2 separate regions of the Oncorhynchus mykiss genome follow, and region 1 is linked to region 2. The links are chromatin contacts, called in public Hi-C maps. All regions are on one chromosome and are shown on one strand. The core of a region is the stretch at or near the end of the contact, and the rest is flanking DNA. Distances in the headings are between cores, read along the strand shown.

The links. Hi-C and Micro-C count contacts between places; a contact is called where the count stands out from the background.
Region 1: a Hi-C map of liver shows a contact between it and region 2, with 4 times the contacts expected there. A contact is called at or near these places in 2 of 3 Hi-C or Micro-C datasets (blood and liver).

Annotation. Positions count from the first base shown.
Region 1 is chr2:86,553,636-86,557,285 of USDA_OmykA_1.1, reverse strand. It overlaps LOC110498585 (transcription factor E2F4), which reads right to left and starts at 1,811. Exons shown (of 10, transcript XM_021575240.2): 1 at 1,386-1,811; 2 at 477-586; 3 at 1-69. The coding sequence starts at 1,541.
Region 2 is chr2:86,422,230-86,426,037 of USDA_OmykA_1.1, reverse strand. LOC110498407 (lysine-specific demethylase 7B) reads right to left here and starts at 2,321. Exons shown (of 21, transcript XM_021575039.2): 1 at 2,087-2,321. The coding sequence starts at 2,190.

The DNA.
Region 1 (3,650 bases), core at 562-3,061, 130 kb before region 2:
TCCAGTTCTGCCTTCAGATCAATGAGTTTATCGGCTATCTCCTGTGTGTTACAGCCAGGACCAACACCCCTGGGGACAGGAAACAGGTATCACAAAGAAATGTACCGTGTTGTGGTATCAACAATTTGCATATCTACTTTCACTGGAAATGTTTATAGTTTTCTAAATCTATTTCAGAAATAGAGAGCACAACACGGGAAGTGTTATCACTTAGCAACGGCTATGGAGGAAAAAGTGGCGCTCTCGGAATGTTCAGACAGAAACCCCATTGACCCAACTCTCTAAATATATGACTCTGGATAACACAGACACAACAGTCAACGGCAAGGCATTGGTAGGAACACAGTTAAGACACCTCTCCTTATCTGACTTCACTTACATAACAGACAGCTTAGCACACTTGTAGTTTCTGAATGGCGAGAGGGTGTCACCCAATATTTACTAACGGAGCCCATAACGCCATGCCCTTGACTTACTTCCACTGAATACTGTTCTTAGACTTCTTCTCGATCAGTCCGATGCCCTCAAGCACATTGGTGATGTCGTAGATGCGCCGCTTCTGTCTTACAGCTAGGGTGTCTGCTGCCTGTGGGAGAGAAAGAGTGGTCAATGTTTTTTATACATTGGTGTAGAGCAGTTTGGGGGTCCGTTGAACAAATCCACAGCTAAAAACAAATAGCTTGGTAGATTCTATAACGTTGAGGAAGCTTAGCTATTCATGGGCTTCAAAGTTACACATAACTGAGTCTTCAACGAGCACTTACAGCAATAAACATATGGCTAGTGCTGATAACTACGATGGGTTAATCCTCATTACTGCAATGGGATGACATATATTCTATTGTGGTCAGTCACGCCCAGCCTAAACAAAACCTAACATATTGTCAGCATAATTTAACCAATGATAATTTTGACTTGCGGATTTATTTATTTTCTAGCTACATAAAAAGGTGTGTGACTCTGAACCGGGTTCGGGTTTTAACTGTTTTGCCAGATTCAGTTCATGACAACAATGTGCAGCCTTGCGTGCTTGTCTTCATTGCGGCTGCAGGGGGCAGAATATATAAAGTTAGCTGGCTAGCTTGCTGCTTAGTACCTCAACCAATGACTGTGTGACCTCAACAGAGGAGTTGAAGTAACGTTACTTGGCAACTGGCTAGCCAACTTTTCCTACATTCAGTGGACGGGCAAATTGTAACAAACTAGGGAGTTAATTGAACTATTCAAACACATAAACAGAAGAAAAAAAACACTTGACCCAATGTATCACGCTGATGGCTAATGTTAGCTAGCGAAAACCTTGAATTAGATTTACTACTAACGGTAGCAAGCCACAAGCTACATTTACATCCGCGTGCCAACAACAAAGAGTAAGGCATGCTTACTGCTTTCAGGTCTAGAACTCCATCCTTGGCCTCTTGTAGCAAAGATACAAATTTGGTTGTAAGCAATCCTAGACTCTTCTCGTGTCGACTTGGGGTTTGAGGTTGAAGCGAGTCACCCATAGCTCCAAATTCGGTTCTTTCCGACTCCAGCTCCATCTGATTAGGAATTCTTGTTCGAATCCGTACAACAGTAACGTTAGCTAGCCGGCCCCAAACTCACTTGCTAGCTAGAAACCCCTTTACATTCGCCGTGCTAAAGTGAGATTTATCTATATAAAATACTTTGCATGGTACTAATTGTAGGATAATACAATATGGTCCGGTCCAGATTATTGACCTGATAATTTAAAAAAAAAAACAGGCCTGCAAAATATTTCAACGAGTGTACGGTCCGAAGCCGTTAGACACACGAGGTATGCTGGGATGGTTTGGTTTGTGAAGCTAAGGGGCCACCTGCAAAACATGAGATACTATGAAAAGCGTACACTATAAATTGTAATCGTTTTACTTGACAAGAAAGTCAACTGTTGCTAGTAAAGCATTTCGCAATATTAGATATTACCTCATCACATATGCTAAATCACAAGATCATTAAATGTTTGTTTATTATGGATTAGACTGCACATGTGGCCCTTTTTAGGGACAGTTCTATTTTCTACATGCCCTAACTACTTTCATTTTACAGTCAAATAATAATAAATTTTTCGAGGATATGCTTAGGCTAAATCTTTAAGATTTTACAGTTTAAGAAATGCTTAATCAATTGCAATTCATGTACCAGGATATTAAAAATGAGAATGTGGTGCCTATTTTGTCTGATATTACTACTTTTTTTCATTGCATACTCATTGCTTTATAGACATTATATCGCATACATGAAGACAATCTCAGTGGTAATGACAAAAAAGCTATGGTCACGCTAGTGACAATGACTGTGTAATAAATAGAGAATTATAGATGCCAAATTCTATTTACCAGAACACTGTTTGTGCAAATGTGCGCATGCGTGTACGCCCATGTCTGTCACTTTGGAGAAGAGGAGCGCAGTGTGCTGTCACTATGGTTGGATCTGAACAACATGTATGGTGTGTTCAATTGTTCTGTGTGGATATGCATCTACCTCCTCATCTTCTTCCGAAAGGTTAATAGACCCAAAAACTTTCCTCCTGGTCCACAACCCATTCTAATATTTGGGAATCTTATGAAAGACCTGGAGATGGTAGGTCTTGTATACAACTCTATTATTATGCCATTCTTCTAACTTTCATTAATAATCAATAAGTACTTGATGTGTCAGATTAAAAAAACATAGCCTACTGTAAGTCTTCCTTGCAATATGAAGAATCTATGAAATACTTTCATCAAAGCAACCTTTGCACATAAACCTAAAATTGAGTAACATGTCTCTTGGACATGAAAGGTTTATGTCGCATGTAATCTCTAGGCCAGGGCTATTCAACTATATTCTTAAATGGGCCAGATGTAAAAAAAAATCTTCAAAAGAACTGTGTAAAAAAAAAGATAGGTACAACCACTAATAAAGCACTTTTCTTAAGATTAAATGTTGCTAAAACTCAAACCAATTTGAGTTGAGGTGCAACCAAAAAATGTGATCATCATTAAAAGGTGCAGTATGCAGAAATCGCTCCGCCATTTCCTGGCAGCTAAATTTCTAATAGTTCGCCCAATTTCCAGTGTTTTAAAGTACTTAAGTAAAAATACTTTAAAGTACTACTTAATTATTTTGGGGGGTATCTGTACTTTACTATTTATATTTTTGACTACTTTTACTTCACTACATTCCTAAAGATAATCATGTACTTTTTACTCCATACATTTTCCCTGAAACCCAAAAGTACTCGTTACATTTTGAATGCTTAGCAGGTCAGGAAAATTGTCAAAATCATGCACTTATCCAGAGAACATCCTTGGTCATCCGTACTGCTTCTGATCTGATGGAATCACTAAACACAAATGCTTCGTTTGTAAATTATTTGAGTGTTGGAGTTTGCCCCTTATTATCCGTAAATACACATTTTAAATAAAACAAATTTGCTTAATATAAGCAATTTGAAATGATTTATACTTTTACTTTTGATACTTAAGTATATTTAAAACAAAAGGCTTTTAGACTTTTAATCAAGTAGTATTTTACAGAGTTACTTTCACGTTTACTCAAGTATGACAATTGGGTATTTTTTCCAATAATATCACAAAATGTCAAATCAGGTAACGCCACTTTGAATTAATTTCCTTCGGTCATTA
Region 2 (3,808 bases), core at 1,072-3,571:
CAGATTGATTTACATTCCCTATTTAGTAACCATTGATATGGTCTTGATTAATATAATTTGATTAACACAGACAAACCATTCCAATAGCTACTATAAAACATGGACTCACAAAACCAATTACTGGAATTGAAAGGCTGCGCAACACTGGATGATTAGAGGTAAAGCAATACATCTACATGATACGTCAGCCTCTCGCACATGTGGACAGACACACACACCATTAAAATAATATCACTCATCCCAGAGCTATCGTAACGACATAGTAGTGGCCTACATAGAGTAAACCACCAGACCAATCATACTAAAACACTTAAGGATTTAATCACATGGGCCATCCATCTCTCCCTGGTGTTTTCATCCTGGAGGGACATTGATAAATGGAACACTGAACTTGCCTAAGGCCAATGGCGGTGCTATCAGTCTTTGTCAGTCAGTCAGTCACACACACACACACACACACACACACGTTTGAGAGTCAGAATTCTAGGAAGCCATCTAAATACTTGTATCTTCGATGGCACTGACTGAAGGAAGTAGGAAAGCAACATTCTCCAGGAGAGAGAAACTCTGAAGAAAGATCCAGGAATGGGTACAGCATGGTACAATCAATCAGTAAGAGTTTAAGATTAATGTCTGGCATGAATATCAAAAACACACCTCTGAGCACTCACCCCCCTGCAGCTCCCCAACTGGCGTGTGCTCAGTGCCTGATAATAACACAGCCTACCGGCTAGACAGAATAATCCTATTGGGACAGGCAACACTACAGAGGAAAAGAGGGCTCCCAACAATAGAGACAACACACAGGCTCAGGCAAGGTAACCCCACCAAAAAGGGATGCGGCTGGGCCCACATAATCTACCATGCTGGGGAGCCATCCGGACCTGGGGGCACAGAGGAATAGAGGGCGTAACAGACAAGCCCCTGACTACGATCCCTTTGTTGAGAGAGCCTTCAGTAAACACATGTTCGTACACACACACACACACACACACACACACTAGTTGTAGTGCAGCATTCATGCCTTGATCCCTTTTAGGGAGCAGACAGACACCTTGAATTCCTTGCTCAGTTTCTGGCACCACACTTCATAGTTGCATAAGCCCAAAATGTTATGTTGTTTTCTGTAAAGCTAAACATCACAGAATGCACAGTGATATGGGTGTACTGTGGACCACCTCTGATATGCATGAGAGGCCTCATATTGGCGTGAACCAAGCAGTTTGGCTGAAATAATTTATTGCAATGTCTTATCCTTGCCCCATTGGGAACTATGAGTTTGAGCATGTCAACTTTCCTATTTAGAAGGAAAAAAAGTGATTTTGAGGGACGTCAAACATGTGCATTTCCCTTTAAAATGTGTTTCTTCTTTCTAACCCTAGATGGCTCTCACCATGTGCACGTATTTGTTCATTTGGGTCATTTAAATTTCCGTCCTCGACTTTAACATTACACTCCTTTTTGGTCAATTTCTCACTGATGAGACGAACAGCAAAATAATGTCCAACAGCAAAATAATCACTATAATTCAGGCTACTTCCTCTACTGGCAAAGAGTAGACAGCAAAACTCATTATTTCGCCAATTGTTTATTGCCTCCTCCCAAACCACCGAAAGTCAACCTTCTCTGAAAAAGGTTAATCAGGATAATCTGACATCGTCGCGCCATAACTACAGCTGGTGAAGGTTCAGGGTGGCTGCCAACTCGACAAGCACTAGTTACTGACACAACGGAGCAACTAACAGTAGTTATGCTTGATTGAAAGTTTCTGACAAAGCTTCATCTACAGCTAATAAAGTACAATTGGCTGACAAACCAACTGTCCAACTCTTAACCAAAGACTATGAAATTGCTAGCAATCTCATTACTCTGATGTCAACTACCGAATCGTCGTTTGTAGGCATACAAGAAACTGGCTGGGGTTATGGGTAAGAGTAACCGAGTTGGACCTCCGCCGAGATCCGTTCGCTCACACTGGGTGCTCGCGCTGCGCTGTCTTGATTGAACACAGACTGACATCGCAATACAACTTAACGCACTTATGTCATTTTCGTACATGTCATTAAGGAATATGTCGGCTCCTTACCTGCCATGAAACCAGTCCTTACAAATGTCGCATTCAATCATAAACCGGCTAACATCATACGACTGCTGGCAGACACAATACAGCGAGGCTGCCGCCATCTTCATAGTGTCCCCAAACAACGCAGGCAGAAAGTTGGGCGGGGACTATGTCCACCACACACTCAAAAAGCCGAATGCGAAACGATAAATTACGGAAACGTTTCAGAAGACAAAAAAATGACCACTCAGTCTAGAACGTCATATGTTTATGACAATCAATCATCTCTCACTATTAAACCCAAATTACGAATGCAACACCATAATGTCGGATATATACACGAGCATGCACTTTATATGTTGTCCTAAACTTTAAGAAATGATTTTGTTTGCTTCATAGTGTAACATGCCAGAGCTATTGGCCCCAGGTGCTCCAAATTGTAAATTAAAGGTAGACTCAGCGATATGACATAGATGCAGGACGTAAACAGCATAATGGGTAAATTTCGGTAACAACTAAGAGCATTTAAACGCGAGGCTCAACTGTTTTGGTCCCCTGGCTACCACCCTTTAACAGGGTGAAGCGAACCCATACACATGTACAGATACTGTGTGTGACTGTGTGAGGGTGCGAAGTATTGTATCTCGCGCATCTGAATGGGCGCGTTCCTATGCCCAGGCGTTGCTGACGCCTGCCAGATCTTACAAAGTCTGGATAGGTATTTTACGTATCAGCTAACCACGTAATATGCTATAGCAACATGTCAGTCGATTACACAGTTTATGATGTGGCACGCAACCATTGGTTGATGCACGCAAAGTCTGAGCAGGGGAACACAACCAATATCTGTGGTGTTGCTTGTAGCAACATCATTTCGCTGAGTATACCTTTAATGGCATTGTAGACCTATTTAGATCTATTCAGTCTTGAGATCACCTCAGCAACGGAACGGTATGGGGGCCATGACAAGATTCACTACATATACAAGAGTATGTGGACACCTATTCAAATGAGTGATTCAGCTATTTCAGCCACACCCATTGCTGACAGGTGTATAAAATCGAGCACACAGCCATGTACTCTCCATAGACAAACATTAGCAGTAGAATGGCCTTACTGAAGAGCTCAGTGACTTAGAACGTGGCACCGTCATAGGATGCCACCTTTCCAACAAGTCAGTTCGTCAAATTTCTGCCCTGCTAGAGCTGCTGCAGTCAACTGTAAGTGTTGTTATTGTGAAGTGGAAACGTCTAGGAGCAACATTGGCTCAGTCACGAAATCGTTGGCCACACAAGCTCACAGAATGGAACCACAGAGTGCTGAAGCGTGTAGCAAGTAAAAAATGTTTTGTCTGCCCTCGGTTGCAACACTCACTATCAAGTTCCAAACTGCCTCTGGAAGCAGTGTCAGCACAAGAACTGTTTGTCGGGAGCTTCATGAAATGGGTTTACATGGCAGAGCAGCCGCACACAAGTCTTAGATCACCATGTGCAATGACAAACATCGGCTGGAGTGGTGTAAAGCTTGCCACCATTGGACTCTAAGTAGTGGAAATGCATTTTCTGGAGTGATGAATCACTCTTCACCATCTGTCAGTCTGACAATACAGTAAAAAAAAATTTTTTTTTTTTTAAATACCTTAAAAAAAAGAACAATAACAAGGCTATATACAGGGGGTACAGATTCAATGTGCGAGTGCACCAGTTAGTCGATATAATTGAGGTAATATGTACATGTAGGTAGAGT